Regions from separate parts of the Mus musculus genome. Here all the other regions are linked to region 1. A link is a contact called in public Micro-C and promoter capture Hi-C data. All regions are on one chromosome and are shown on one strand. The core of a region is the stretch at or near the end of the contact, and the rest is flanking DNA. Distances in the headings are between cores, read along the strand shown. Region 1 holds the start of Atp9a (ATPase, class II, type 9A). Region 2 holds the start of Zfp64 (zinc finger protein 64). Region 3 overlaps Zfp64 (zinc finger protein 64). Region 4 has its middle 22 kb from the start of Gm25214.

What was found. Promoter capture Hi-C pulls out the DNA fragments that hold promoters and counts their contacts. A called contact is a pair of places that touch in the nucleus more often than the background predicts. Capture Hi-C pulls out chosen DNA fragments and counts their contacts.
Region 2: a contact with region 1 is called in a promoter capture Hi-C map of pancreatic islet. The contact joins the promoter of Zfp64 here to the promoter of Atp9a in region 1. A contact is called at or near these places in 5 of 39 promoter capture datasets (embryonic stem cells, frontonasal cranial neural crest, hippocampal neurons and 2 more), 1 of 484 Hi-C or Micro-C datasets (embryonic stem cells), 4 of 115 datasets of contacts at active chromatin or transcription factors (embryonic stem cells and stem cell-derived neural progenitor cells) and 3 of 9 other capture datasets (adipose tissue, embryonic stem cells and pancreatic islet).
Region 3: a Micro-C map of palatal mesenchyme shows a contact between it and region 1, with 2.5 times the contacts expected there. The contact joins the enhancer-like site here to the promoter of Atp9a in region 1. A contact is called at or near these places in 3 of 484 Hi-C or Micro-C datasets (embryonic stem cells, nephron progenitors and palatal mesenchyme), 5 of 115 datasets of contacts at active chromatin or transcription factors (craniofacial prominence, embryonic forebrain, embryonic hindbrain and 2 more) and 3 of 9 other capture datasets (adipose tissue, liver and pancreatic islet).
Region 4: a promoter capture Hi-C map of embryonic stem cells shows a contact between it and region 1, with 2.6 times the contacts expected there. The contact joins the enhancer-like site here to the promoter of Atp9a in region 1. A contact is called at or near these places in 3 of 39 promoter capture datasets (cranial neural crest, embryonic stem cells and maxillary cranial neural crest) and 6 of 115 datasets of contacts at active chromatin or transcription factors (embryonic forebrain, embryonic hindbrain, embryonic stem cells and 3 more).

Annotation. Positions count from the first base shown.
Region 1 is chr2:168,739,965-168,743,566 of GRCm38.p6, forward strand. It overlaps Atp9a (ATPase, class II, type 9A), which reads right to left and starts at 1,836. Exons shown (of 28, transcript NM_015731.3): 1 at 1,718-1,836. The coding sequence starts at 1,785.
Region 2 is chr2:168,953,942-168,957,543 of GRCm38.p6, forward strand. Zfp64 (zinc finger protein 64) reads right to left here and starts at 1,646. Exons shown (of 6, transcript NM_009564.2): 1 at 1,178-1,646. The coding sequence starts at 1,223. Gm39993 (a long non-coding RNA gene) reads left to right here and starts at 2,142. Exons shown (of 2, transcript XR_867023.3): 1 at 2,142-2,705.
Region 3 is chr2:168,922,192-168,925,793 of GRCm38.p6, forward strand. It overlaps Zfp64 (zinc finger protein 64), which reads right to left. Exons shown (of 6, transcript NM_009564.2): 6 at 3,170-3,602. The coding sequence ends at 3,469. Among named protein-coding and RNA genes, the nearest start is that of Zfp64, 32 kb to the right of the region's middle. Within about 2 kb of position 1,735, at least 4 of the 459 cell types and tissues checked have an H3K27ac peak or open chromatin away from gene starts, as enhancers often do. A contact at or near this core is called in palatal mesenchyme, where this site is marked.
Region 4 is chr2:168,902,079-168,905,680 of GRCm38.p6, forward strand. It overlaps a transcript of Zfp64 not described here. Among named protein-coding and RNA genes, the nearest start is that of Gm25214, 22 kb to the left of the region's middle. Within about 2 kb of position 2,068, at least 13 of the 459 cell types and tissues checked have an H3K27ac peak or open chromatin away from gene starts, as enhancers often do.

The DNA.
Region 1 (3,602 bases), core at 586-3,085:
GCCTGTTTGTTGTTTTTCGAGACAGGGTTTCTCTGTGTCGCTCTGGCTGTCTGGGAGCTTGCTCTGTACACTAGGTTGGTCTTGAAATCACAGAGATGGCCCTGCCTCTGCCTCCTGAGTGCTGGGATTAAAGACATGTGCCACCACTGCCACCCATGATTTTTTTTTTTTTAAATATAAAATTATCTGCTCTCCTCTCTCCAGGCCTCTGAAAGTCAAAGCACATTCTATCCTGTAAACTTTAACTTATGCTCACACTCTTCTGATATGCACTGACCCAGGCCCTCAACCAAGACCGCCATTTAAAATCAGCAGGGGGCCTTCGGAAAGACACAAAGGCTAGGCCAAGTGGCACGGGATGCCATCCCACCTAATCTACCAAGGTGGCTGAGGCAGGAGTGTCCCAAGTAAGTCTCTCCTGTGCTCAGAGAACATTCAGAGCCAGGAGAAGAATTTCAGTGAGACCCCCAACTTAAATAAAAGGCAGAAGCAGCTGAGGATACAGCCAAGCGTTTCACAACTCTTGTCTGAGCCCAACCCCCAACTCTGGGAAAGAAACAAAGACTCACACACAGCCTCCATCCCTTGCACAGGACCTCAGAACCCTCAAAGAAGCCCGCAAGCATCGCGCAGTGCCTCCCCCATTGTTTGTGTACCGCGCCCAATACCAGGTAACTACATAAAGGATCGCCCGGGACCACGGAGGGCAAGCTGGCACCATCAGGATACAGGTCATTTCCATTCTTCACATTTCAAAATTCAGCAGGTGGGTGAATCTGTGAGCACAGAGGCCACCGTCGAGACCCCAGATTCTCATTTCATAGTCTAAAATGAGGTCAGGGGTGGGCTTCAAGTTCCCCAGGTAAACTCCTACACCTGCACACCTATTAGGCAGACCTTGTTTAAGTCAGGTTTTTCCTAAGAATCACCTGGCACAGTCCCTGCATTTAACAAGGAGACACGAATCAACCGCGGCACATTACAGTCTACTTATCTTACTAATTAAAGTGTTTATTGCAGGGGTTGGGGTAGGGTTCCACACAGAGCTCTGACGAAGTGTCTTCATAAAAACTTATATTCTGGGGGATGGGGGGGGGGCGTGTAGCTCAGTGGTAGAATGGTTAACAGGCTGGAGGACCGGGTTTGGTCCCTAGCACCATCAAACCCCAAAACAATTTAAAAAGCCAACAAACACCACCCGCAGGAAGTGTGGAGCAGGAAATGTGGGAACCGTGTTCCAGTACCTTCCCGCCCCCGCCCCCACCCCCAGGCTTTCCGTTTCCGTTTCCCACTCGGTAGAATTGAGTAGAGCCTCCGAACTGAGGCCTCGGGGAAGCCAGGCACAAAGAGCCCACAAGATGGCAGCTGGCATCTCTCCTTCCTACACTGATACCTGCTCAGCAGCCCCACCCAGCTCCGGCGTCCCACGGCCGAGCTACAGGGAACCGGAGAGACGGCGCCGCAGGCCCCGCCCAGCCGCAGCGCCTTACCTGCGCGGCCCTAGAAACGCACCTCCCAGGTCCCACCCCCAGGGGCTCCGATTGGCGGCTGGAGGCGCGGCCTGGGACTCTGCATTCTCTCCAGCTCGACCTCTGTCCCCAGGGGATCGAGCCTGCCCCCGCCCCCAGCCCCTGGCGGGGTCCCCCGCCTGCCAGGACGGACTCCCGGGGGCCGCGGCAGGTGTCCCCTCCTCCCTGCCCACGGCCCGGCCACTCACCCCGCGCGCGGCCTACTGTCCACCCGCTTCTTGTGGCGCACGGGCTGCAGCGGGATGCTGTCCGTCATGTCGCCGCCCGCCGCGCCCCCTGCGCTCCCCGCGGCCTCCGCGCCGCCCCGGGGCAGGGGGAGAAGGCGCCGGCAGCGGGCGGGCCGGGCCCGCAGCGCAGGGGCGAGGTCGCGAGCGCCGGGCCACGCGCGGAGCCGCCCGCGCGGCCCGACCGACGGACACGGCCGCACCATGGGCCCCGCTCCGCGCTGCGCCCACGCGCGCGCCCGCCCGCCGCCCGGGGCCGCCGCAGTGTCCCCGCCCGCGCCGCGCGCCCCCCACGCGCGCCTCCCCCCGGCCACGCGCCCCCCGCCGTGTCCGTGCGCGCGAGCGCGAGCGCGCGTCCCGCCGCACTCACCCCACCCCGGGCATTCTCTCCTGCTCGCTCCGAGCGGCGCGCACTCACCCCGCCCTGCTCACCCCACCTCCACGCCGCGGCCACTCGCGCGCACAGCCTGCCTCCTCTGCTGCAACCTGCGCCTCGCGCTGGGGTCCCCCGAGTTTCGGGCCGGGGTTGGGGGGAGAAGGTGGGCAGGTTTTCGGACCCCCACACACCCTGTGGCATCAATCCCACCCCTCTCTCCAGCTGCATTCCTAAATCATAATAACAGAGTCACAGCAGCCTTCACCCAGACACAGTGATCGCATGCAAAGGCTGTATCAGTCAGTCTGTCTCTCTCTATCTCAAAAAGGATATTGTGAAAATGAAAACACTCTGGGCGCCAGAGAACAGCTCAGCATTTAAAAAGCAGCCACCATTGCTTGACACACCTGCAGCTTCAGCCCCAAGGGGTCGGAGAGGGCACCTGCGCTGACGTGGCATACACCCACGCAGGCATATGCTACTTAAAAGAATAATGAAAACAAACCTTAAAACCAGCACATAGGAGCTGAGTTTGGTGGTGTATGCCTTTGATCTCAGCACTTGGGAGGTAGAGGCAGGCTGAGTTCAAGGCCAACCTGGTCTACAGAGCCTTGATGAGCCAGGGATATACAGAGAAACGATGTCTCTAAATAAATAATCAATCGACCAGCATATAGAGGGCTAGAGAGATGGTTCATTGGTTATGTTCACCAGCTGCACTTGTAGAGGACCTGGGTTCGATTTCCAGCACCCTTGTGCTAGCTGATCAATGTCGGTAGTCCAGCTCCAGGGGAAATGATGCCCTCTTGTGGCCATCGTTGGTATTGCATGCATATGATTCAAACATATGCAAAAAAAAAAAAAAAAAGTAAAATACACAAATCTTTTTTAAAATGAGTATGTATGTCAAGTCCCTCAAGATGTAACACCGTGTAACTACCATAAACGATGCTGAACTATGAGGGGCAGTTTCTGCTGATGTTTTCTGCCAGGGTCCCTATCTTTTATAGTATTTTCTCTATCGAGAAAGGATACCAAACAAATAACAAAAGTGACTGAGATTCCAAAGACATTCCCCAAGGAAGGAGGCATCAGAAGTATTTTTGAGGGAAAACACTATTCTTCTACCAGCTGAGCTGGCTGGCTTACTTCTTCCTCTTCATTTCTAAAATGGTGCAACAGGGCCAGGTCCTAGGTTTTGTCCGCAGCATCAAGACACACGTACACTCGCGCGCGCGCGCGCGCACACACACACACACACACACACACACACACCACCACCACCACCACCACAACCACACCATATGTGCCATGGCACACAGAGCTCAGTATGTGCATATAGGTAGACCCATTAGAGTAAGAGAGCAAATCCTACCTCCGGACCCACATCTGTCCCCAGCTCCTCACACAGGATCTCACTACATAGCCCTGACCTGGAACTCTAGACCAGGCTGGCTTCAAAGAAATCCACCT
Region 2 (3,602 bases), core at 396-2,895, 210 kb after region 1:
TGGTGGGAGACTGGGGTCCAGAGTGAAGGAGTTCGGTGCTAAGTTATGCTCTGGTATTCACAAAAGGAACAAGTTGCAATGGGGACCTTTCTCAGCACCCTGAAACTGTCACAGTCAACAGGCACTTTACCCAAGGCTTTCTCATCTGCAAAATGGGGACAAGACAGATGATCTCTTCCTGAGCCAGCCTGCTCTATAGAGTGAGTTCCAGGACAGCCAGGGCTTCGCAGAGAAACCCTGTCGAATAACCAAAAAACAAAACCAAACAACAACAACAACAACAAAACAAAGACAGATCTCTCCTTAGGATCCTTATAGATAAATTCTCTGATGTGGGGACTGATTTCCCATTCCAGAGTAAGTCATCTGGTGGGGTCGTCCCTCTTTAAAACACAACCCGAAGTCCACAGCACTGGAAGACACTGAGACACATGGGGTGGGTGGGGACTGGGTTTAGAGTTCAGAGGACACTCAGGCAAGTTTGGGGAGCCAATGGCTATAATATCTGCAGTTAGCAAAGTGACTCAGGTGTTTGCGAACCTTGTCCACAGCTTTTCAAACATCTGAGGCTCCAGGCACAAGGAAAGACCTGGGATTCCGGCCCCACCCTCCCTCGGAGACCTGCAGGGGATGGACCAAGCAGCCTGTTTTGAACACATGCGCTCCAGGTGGCCGGTCCACGGTTCAGTCCGTGGCCCGTACTTTGGGGAACAAAGGCACATGGAGATAGCAATAGCTTATAGGATGTCAGGAAAATAGCAGAACCTCAAACTCACTGCAAGTCACCCCCAGCCAGGTCTTTCACACCCATATCATCCCCTACCCTGAGTGCCAGGATGGCTCTGCAAACCTGTCCGCGAGCCCCTCAGGGATGCTCCAACCTGAGCCACTGAAGCAGAAGTTTCCCTACCAGTTGGCCTGGATCACCCCACTTTCTCCTCTCCTCTGCGCCCCAAACTCCACCCGGCGGGGCAGGGGAGGTGGTGACAGTCTCCTCGCCGCGTGGCCTCCCCTGGTCTTGCCTCCCCTGGGGTACTGCAAGAGTTCCAGGCGGCTCCCGACCTGACACGCCGACTGGGCTGGCGGGGACAGGCATGCAAGGTGCGCCGTCACCCCGATCCCGGGGCCTGCTGGCTCTGTCCGGGCCAGGCCCCAGCTGCGTCTGTTCAGTACTTACTTTGCATCGATCCAGAAAAGGTGTCTCCTTCCACGCTCGCGTTCATGGCCCCAGACCTTGGGGCGCCGCTCCCGGAGCCCCACGGCTCGCTCTACATTATGCAAAGACTTTTCTCCTGCATATTTCCCGCACCAGCCAGTCTTCTCCCAACTCTGTGAGGCGGGGACGGATGTACAACCAGCGCCACTTCCGCTGCCTAGAGGGCGCTGGCCCCTTGCACCCAGCCCGACTCCCAGGCGGTGCTCTCCCGAGGAACCGGGAAAGGTCGTGGAGTCTAAGACCCGAGTACACCGATCCCTCCACCCTATCCCAGGCATGCCAGGGACTCTGTGGTCGCCTTGCGCCTTTGCATCTTGCCCTCCTGGAGACGCTCATTCCTTCGCAGATGCCAGGAGGATGCGCTGCCGGCCTGGGAGAGTGGAGCCCCAAATCCCGGGGTGCTCCCCTAGGGCAGATCCGGCAGCGTAACACCGGGGCGGGGCCTTTGCCCTGCTGCTGGGTTGAGCCGGTGAGATGGCTCAGCAGGGGTAGGGCACACGTCACCAAGCCTGGTTTCCTGCCAGCCAGCTCACATGGTGGAAACAGACTCAAGCATCTGCATGTACAATATAAGTAACTTAAAAAAAAAAAAAAAAGAGATTAGTGTGTAGTAGATGGGAGAATTCATTGGGGCTCTGCTCCACGGGGGCTTCAGTATTTCACGCAGCATGGAGGGTTTGTTAGAATTGCTTGGGGATGGTGAACTGGAAAGAAGGCATAGTGGCTAAGAGTCTGTGCTGCTCTTGCAACGAATCCCAGCGCCCACATTAGGTGACTCACAACTATTTGCAACTCTTCCCCGAGAATCCTGCACTGAAGAACTGACCTTAGCTCTAACCTTGAGCTTACCCAGAAGGTTCCACAGCCCCTTTTTATTTCCTGTTATGATCTAAGCCACAAAGTCACTCCAAGGGTCAGACTCTGAGAGGTTTATTGGGGAGGGGCTTAGAGTGGCTGCCTCTGGGAAGGGTGGAGGTGAGCAAGGGCGTTGATCAAAAAGAGGCGGGAAGAAAGTCCGCCTTTTAGGGACTATAGCACATGCGCAGGGGAGGAATGTGGCTCAACTTGGCTCCTACTGATGACGTAATTGCCGTCTCAGGGTCCCTGGGTAGGTTGTGGAAGATGTCTAGTAACTACCATCCCTCCCTTTCGTTCAATATAAAAGAGGAGGAACTAAGAAGGGGTGATGTTGAGGCCGGAGAGCAATTTGGACTATTTCCTGTTGTCCGGGGTTGTCGCATGTTCGGGCATTGCTGATCCTCACCATCAGGGCACACTCCGTAACCATGAGACTCAGGCTTTGTGGCTAGCAGCCCGTAGTCCCGTAACAGTAAATTAGTTGTTTGATTAGAGAGTTTTTTGAGTTTGTTGTTGAAGAAATGCCAGAGGAGAAGAAATTGATAAAAGAGGGTTCGATGACAGCCAGGAGGGGCAAGATTTGAACTGCCCTTTCATCATGTCTGGCAGCTATTGCGTGCAACAGGAATTGGTAAGAGCTCTTCTCCGTGTGTCACCCCCAACTTGGGGAAGAGAAATATTAGCATGCAAACTCCTGACCAACTAGGGTGGTAGGCCAGAGTGCCACAAAGAATCGAGGGGATATGAACGGGCAGGCACTGGGGCTGAGATGAGGTAGCAAGGTTACGGTTTTGTTGCAGTCTAGGGAACGTGTCCCAGGTGCCATAAGACAGTTTGTCACACCAAAGAGGATGATATGAAAAAAGGGAGTCAGAGTGACCCCAGGCTCAGTGAATTTGGTGAATGGGGAGGGAGGGTTATTTGACAGGGTCACAGGAGAAGCTATAAGAGGCAGTTGTGAGCTAGTCCCAGGAGGCCGTCTCCACAGCCAGCCATCTCCAAAGCTGCCACATTGGGTGACATTAAGGAGTCAGTAGGCTGAGGCCAGATCTGAAGCAGGAGACAGGTTTGTATTATTTAGGAGAGGGCACATCAAAGATGTCAAACACACCTTGGAGGAGTGTTTAATTACCTCCTTCACCTATCTCCAGAGGTTGGGTACTCAGTCGGGATGTATTTTCTCTGATATTAATTGTGCTCACTGGGTGTCTGGGGTTGAAGCGATGGTAGTTTACCAGCGATGTGCATTTCCTACCTGGGATTCTCTGGGTCCCGGATTTAGAGGCAGATGGCCCCCCCCATCTTGTAGGTGGCTGAGGGAATCAGGATGAGCTTGTATATATGATGAATAGTATGGGTGGCCTCCATATCTGCCTGGCCACTCTTTACAATAACTTTTTTTTTGGCCTGGCCATAGAGGGAGCAGACAAAAACATCATTAAAATGAAGGAGAAGGTGGATATGGGGGTGATGGGAATTCTAACTGGCTCCTGAGAGCCTGCTATGAAACAATTTCCTGACCCTATTT
Region 3 (3,602 bases), core at 485-2,984, 180 kb after region 1:
TTTGTAACTCTAGTCCCAGGGCATCCAATGCCCTCTTCTGGTCTCCACGGGCACTACACGCACACAGTATACAAACATACACAGGCAAAACAAACACAAAATAAAAATACAAATAAATTGCTTAAGAGAAAATGTGTGTAAAGGACCAACGGACAGTAACTAACTCAGAATATTGGTTGCCATTCTGGTTGTGGGAAACCAACCCCTCCTCTTCCTGCACTATAATACTTCCTGTGACTATTTTCAAATAGAAAAAGGATTGTGAATTGTATGGATTTTAGTGGGCATAAAATCACCATACAGGAAAATACTTTGGAAGCACTTTGGTATAAAAGACAGATTTGGGGGCTGGAGAGACGGTTTAGTGACCAACATGCTTATTGCTTTTGCAGAGGACCCCAGTTTAGTTCCTGGCAGCACATGGTGGCTCACAGCTTCCAGTTCCAGGCAATGCAGCGCCCTCTTCTGGTCTCCACAGGCACTGCATACACATGGTGCACAGACATGCGTGCAGTCAGAACACATACAAAATAAAACTGAGTAAAGTTGGAGGTGGTGGTGCAAAGCACTCAGGAGACAGAGGCAGGTCGATCATGTGAGTTTGAGACTAGCCTGGTCAGAGCTACGCAGAGAAACCCCATCTTGGAAAGCAAAACAACCACCTGTATACACACAAAATAAGTCATTACAAATGCCATGTATTTTCCAGGTCACATCCTCAGACTCAAACCATTAACGTTAGAGAGCAGAGACAAAATATGCCTTCCCAAATTCGAGCTACTTAAAAACCAGGGAACACAGCTTTAGCCCCCGGATTGCAGCTCCTCTAAACAGCTTCCTAAAACAGAAACAGCAACGCAGCTGGACGTGCAGGGGAGGGACACGACAGAAGCCCAGAGGTGGAGGTCCAAGCAGGCAAACGGATTCCCACGAACCTTGTATGCTGTGGGGCTTTCTGATTTTTACCCAATTTGAAGTAAGCGAGTCATTATTCTTGCTCATATGAAAAGAGAGAATTTCTGGCCAAGAGTGGAGACAGTGACATCATAAGAATTGCACTCAGATAAAGGATAAAAGAAAACAGAGGAAGGAGACAGATTCAGAAGGCAGCGATCCCAGGATCTTGAACTTCACATTTTCCAAAGGTAAGACCTGAGTGTGATCCCTTAGCCCCAGCCTCCTTCTGTGACCCTGTTTGGCCTTCAACTTGCTACAGATTTGGGGTTAACCTTCAACTTCTGATCCTCCTGCCTTTAGTCCCAGACTACTGGAAGGTGTTTTTTTTTTTTTTTTTTTTTTTTTTTTTTTTTAATACAAGCATGCACCGTGGGGGTTGTATGTGTGTGTGTGTATGATGGGACCCAGGTCTTCTTGCACATTAGGCAAGCACTCTTATTGACAGAGCCTACAACCTCAGAGCTTTGAACAATTGTTTTAGACTCACCCAGTTTATTACCCAAAGCAGAAATCATCTCTTCATATAAAAGTGAGATGATTGCATGACTACTTTCATTAAATAAATTCATGTTACTGAAGAATGAAGGCAGGCCATTGTGGCCAAGACGTGACCAGGCAGTCCCACAACATTCTAAGACGATTTTTTTTGTTGTTGTTCATAGTAACGGACAGCTCTCATCTGTCAATCCTGGCAGACACTGGAAACCAGAGAGACACTCCTAGACTTTTGTTTCACATTCTTGGGCATTCTGGCTTGCTCTTTGGTGCCACCTAACGACCGACTCAAAAGGGAACGGTTAGAATTTTTCCTTTTGCTTTTGAGCAAGGTCTCCTCTAGACCCCAAGCTTGATGAACATGTAAGAAACCACGTCTGAGAAAGCCCCTTCAAGTCTTAATAGGATCCAACATCTTATTAACATCTAAGCAGAAACGTCAGAATCCTCAAGTCCGAAGTTTCAAATGTGTGGGAGCCAGATGTGGCAAGTGGCACTCGAGCTTGTAACCCTATAATCCCTGCAGGCGGAAGGAAGGCTGATTCTCCTGGATCTTATCTAAGGTCATCCTGGCCTACAGAGACTTTGTCTCCAAAACAAAAATAAAGACAGGGCAGTTTGGGTGGCTGTAGGTGTCTGCTAAGGAGGGAGGTGTTTATGAGATGAGCCCAAGCCCCTGCTGCTGAAGCTCCCTGATTCTGTAACAAAGCATAGGAGGGATGGTTAATCAGTTAAGAGTGTGTGCACTGCTCTTGCAGAGGGCCCAGGTTTATGTTCCAGCACCCAAGCCAATCACTGGTAACTCCAGCTCCAGGAGCATCTCACATCCTTTCTAGCCTCTGTGGGTACCTGCACTGATGTGCACGCATGCACATACGTAATGAAAAAGAAACTTCATCCTTCACCCTCTCTACTCATATTTTGAAGTGCAACAAAGTATCTCTATTCAGTGTGTGTGTGTGTGTGTGTGTGTGTTTTAAGATTTATTTGTTTATTTGAGTACACTGTAGCTGTTTTCAGACACACCAGAAGAGTGCATCAGATCCCATTACAGATGGTTGTGAGCCACCATGTGGTGGCTGGGATTTGAACTCAGAACCTCTGGAAGAGCAGTCAGTGCTCTTAATCACTGAGCCATCTCTCCAGCCCTGTTCCGTGTGTTTTAGCCAGGCGTGAGGGCACTGTTCCTTTTGGCTCATCTCCAGCACTCATTAGAAAATGGTCCATCATAGTAGGGATCCATGTAGGGACATAAGTAGTCCACACAGGCACAGACAAACAGACATACACACACACACACACACACACACACACACACACACACACACACACACACACACACACAGTCTCTCCCCCCAATCTCTCTCTCACACACACACACATATATTCTCTCTTACACACACCCACTCAGTCTCTCTCACACAGACTCTCTCTCCCTCCACACACCCAATCTCTTTCTCTCACACACACATACATTCTCTCTTACACACCCACCCAGTCTCTCTCTCTCTCTCACACACACACACACACACACACACACAGTCTCTCTCGCTCCCCCAACTCACACACACAGTCACTCTCTCTCTCTCTCTCACACACACACACAGTCTCTCTCGCTCCCCCAACTCACACACACAGTCTCTCTCTCTCTCTCTCTCTCTCTCTCACACACACACACACACACACTGTGTACATACAAACTATACAATACAAACTATACGATGAAAAACCCAAACCCAAACACCTTTATTCCAGTTGAAAAAAATTAAATCCGAAACATGGAAAAACAAACGAATGTATTCAGTCCTACTGTGGTGAATTCCAACTCCACATTGGAATCAGCCTTGGTAACCATTAAGACACAATCAACAAGAGCTTGAGGGAGAATGGTCTCCACGTTGATACCCTGTTAAAAAATTACATAAACTGTATAAAATACAATTATTTATACGGGACCAGGAGCCTCTCACAGTACTCCTCTCGCAGTTTGTCTTGTCTGTCACCCCTCCCTCCAGACTAATCAGGAATGGAGTCAGCGGGACAGAGCAGGGCGGGGTGTGCCGCCCCGTGGATGATGGAGTAAGTCTGCTTGGGCAGTTCCTGCTGGGTAGAGAAGATAGAGGGTGCCGTGGTGGCCACTGCGATGCTCT
Region 4 (3,602 bases), core at 818-3,317, 160 kb after region 1:
TGACAACAGGCACCTTTCATTTGGGATGTCCTGAGCAGGAGACGTTGTGGGAAGTAGAGACTAGGAATATTTGGGAGTTGCTTTTGGTTCCATTTCTGTGCACTTAAAGCTGCTCTGAGAAGCAATATGGATTAGAAAAAGAAAAGGAAAGAGAATCGACCACCACCATGGTCATGGCTGGTTGTGTAGCTCTGGGGTAGAGTATTCGCCTAGTATACACAAGACTCTGGGCTCGCCGGGCAGATGGTGGCGCACACCTTTAATCCCAGCACTTGGGAGGCAGAGGCAGGCGGATTTCTGAGTTCGAGGCCAGCCTGGTCTACAAAGTGAGTTCCAGGACAGCCAGGACTATACAGAGAAACTCTGTCTTGAAAAACCAAAAAACCAAAAACCCAAAAACCCAAAACCCCAAAGCCCCAACCCCCCCCCCCCCCAAAAGACTCTGGGCTCAGGCTGGAAAGATGGCTCAGTGGTTAAGAGCGCTGACTGCTATTCCAAAGGTCCTGAGTTTAATTCCCCACAGCCATCTACAATGTGATCTGATACCCTCTTCTGGTGTGTCTGAAGATAGCTACAGTGTACTATACACATAGAATAAATAAATAAATCTTAAAAAAAAAGAGTCTGGGCTCTGTTAATGTAAAATGGTCGGGAGTTCTCATTTCCAACCACACCCGTGGCCGGAGTGTCAGCCCCAAGCAAGAAGACACATGCAGACGTAGGTATAGGAACCTGCTGACCAGTCCTCTCCAGCAGGGGGCGCTCCACGGCGTGGGCTACGTTTCAAATCAGGTTTTGCTTTGTTAGATAGTTATTGCTCAGTTAGATGTCATATTAAGTTGATGGGTCTGTGGTTATTATAAAATGAGTAGTTAATGTTTCAGCTTTAATTTCTAATGTAGAAAGCACAAGAGGACATCAGCTTGTTGGAGGCTGTGGTGGTTTGTGGTGGAGAACACTTGGTCTTGGGTTGGCGTTGGTGTTTGGGGGGCGGGGTTAGGTGGTGTAGCCTTGCTGGAGGAGAGCTCACTGGAGGCTGGTTTGAGACTAAAGCCCTTACGTGCTATTTGCTATTCGCAGTGTGCTCCCTGCTTCATGCTCGGGCCACCACATCTGCTGTTGGCTGCCAGGCTTTCCTGCCAGGACAGACCTCTTATTCCTCTGAAATCGTAAGCCCCCATGGACCCTTCTTTCTATAAGTTACCTTGGTTGTAAATTATCACAGCTTCAGAAAAGTAACGGATACAGAGCCTTCAGCGTTCAAGTGCAGTTGGGTCCTCAATAAGGGTCTCACAACTACTTGGCATTCTAGCATTAGGCCACCATTGCCCAGGTCCCCTGAGGGAGGGATTCTGCAAGCTCCCCAGGACCTCCTAGCTTTTTCTCATTTTTAAAAATGACATTCATTTATTCTCACCGACCCCTCTTGTGTGAGTGTGTGTGTGATGGTGTGTGTGTGGAGGTTAAGGGACAATCTGTGGAAGCCGGCTCTCTTCTACCACCGCATGGTCAGCTTGGTGGCAACTGACTTTATTTGTTAAGCCCTCTCTATTCCCCACTGCAGGGTCTCACATAGAGCAGGCTGTCCTCAAATTCCTTTGGTTTTGTTTTTCAAGACAAGGTTTCTCTGTATAGTCTTGGCTGTCCTGAAACTCGCTCTATAGACCAGGCTGGCCTTGAACTTATAGAGATACACCTGCCTCTGCCTACCAAGTGCTGGGATGAAAGTTGTGGGACACCATCAAACAGCTCACATTCTTATTGTAGGTGAGGCCTTGAACTAACATTCATATTCTCTCTCTCTCTCTCTCTCTCTCTCTCTCTCTCTCTCTCTCTCTCTCTCGTTCTCTAAAAGACAGCATTCTTTGTGTAGCCCTGGCTGTCCTCTGTAGACTAGGGGGGCCTTGAACTCAGAGAGCCAACCAAGTACGGGGATGAAAGTCGTGTGCCACCACCACCAAACTGAAGCCTTGAGTTCTTGAGTCTCTTACTTCAGTTTCTGAGTGCTGGGCTACAGGAGTCCACCACCATGCCCTGTCCCCTCCTACATCCTGTCAGTTAAGAGATGCCAAGAGGCAAACCAGATGCCGTGAACTCTAGGAAGCAGCTCTATCTTCTTACCTCAAGGGTCGGGCCTGGCTTTTCCAGCTTCCTGGATTCCCAGCATGCTTTTATCAAGCAGGTAAACACCGTCAGAATGTCCACTTCTCTAAGTCACCCTTGGTGCAATGAACACCCAGGGCCAACCGATTTGGGAGTGTAATTTCCTTCTGCCCACTAGATGGCAGCAGCACGCCCCCAGCTCCTAACGAGTGCTCCAGCTACCCTGGCTACACTTACAGGCCTTGAGTTGTTAGTGTCCCCACGACCCGACCCCTGCATGTTTCCAGGGATGCCCGGCTGCCTCATCTGCTGGGGTGAGGTGCAATCTTCCTCATTAAGAGGAGAAAGCTGACCTTCCTTCATGCTTTGCCCTCCTATGGCACCCTGCCGCCCTGCCCATCAGCAATAGAAACTAACAGAGGTTCAGAGGCTCTGTGATTGCCATGCTGTAGCTCCATAGGTAAGCTGGCCAGCGACCGACGACAGTCTCTGGAGTCAGGCTGTGCCCCTCCAGATGCTGGGGCAACATCATTAAATCTGCTCATTTCATGAAATCAGAAGGGGCGTGCTCCTGAGCTGCAGGCAGAGGGAGGGGTGCTGTAGGTATCTTATTTTCTACTGAAGGAATTCACAGATTGAGACCAATTGCCTTGGTCCCAGAGATGGCTGAGCCTCTAAAACTGTACAGGAGACAATCAGGTTGTATTTAATGTAGGAAGCACAGCTTCCAGAAAGCGCTAGAAAGAGCAGAACTGGGGCTGGAGAGATGGCTCAGTGGTTAAGGACACTGACCGTTCTTCCAGAGGTTCAGAGTTCAATTTCCAGCTACCACATGGTGGCTCACAACCATCTGTAATGGGAGCTAGTGCCCTCTTCTGGCCTGCAGGTGTACATACAGGCCTTTTTTTTTTTTTTTTCCTTCAAAGAAAGAAATGTCCACCCGGAAGGCTGGAGAGGATGTTGTCTAACAACCTGGTGACCTTTCCCTATTCTGAGGAGCCAGTCTTAGGCCTTAATTTTGAGCTTTTGTCTCTCTGCAAATAGAGAGCCCTTCCTTTATTCAGAGGCTCCACTACTCTGCATCCATCCTTAGAATCCATCCTTATGTTTATCACAATCCCTCCTCCCCAGGCCCGGATTCCTGAGGCTTTGCTAAGGGAGTGTCCTGAGCTTTGTTGGGATAACTGTGGAGACCTTCTTTCCAAAGCTTTACGATATTTAAAGGCTTAAGGAAAAAAAAAAACAAAACTGTCTGGCCAAACTCTGGAAGCTTTTGACCTAGAGCCTGCTCCTCAACTTGGTTCCGTTAGCAGTAAATGAACCAATTCAGGCAGTAGCTGTTTAGGGATTTGGGGGGCACCCCTCTTTGCCCTCAGCTCCACCACCCTAGAGCCGCGTCAGCCAGAAGATCATCGGACAAAGGAGTGTGGCAGTGGCTGGGAGGGCTTGGGCTGAAGTTAACTGAGTCTGTTTCAGAGACGGGGTGGGGGTGGGGAGGT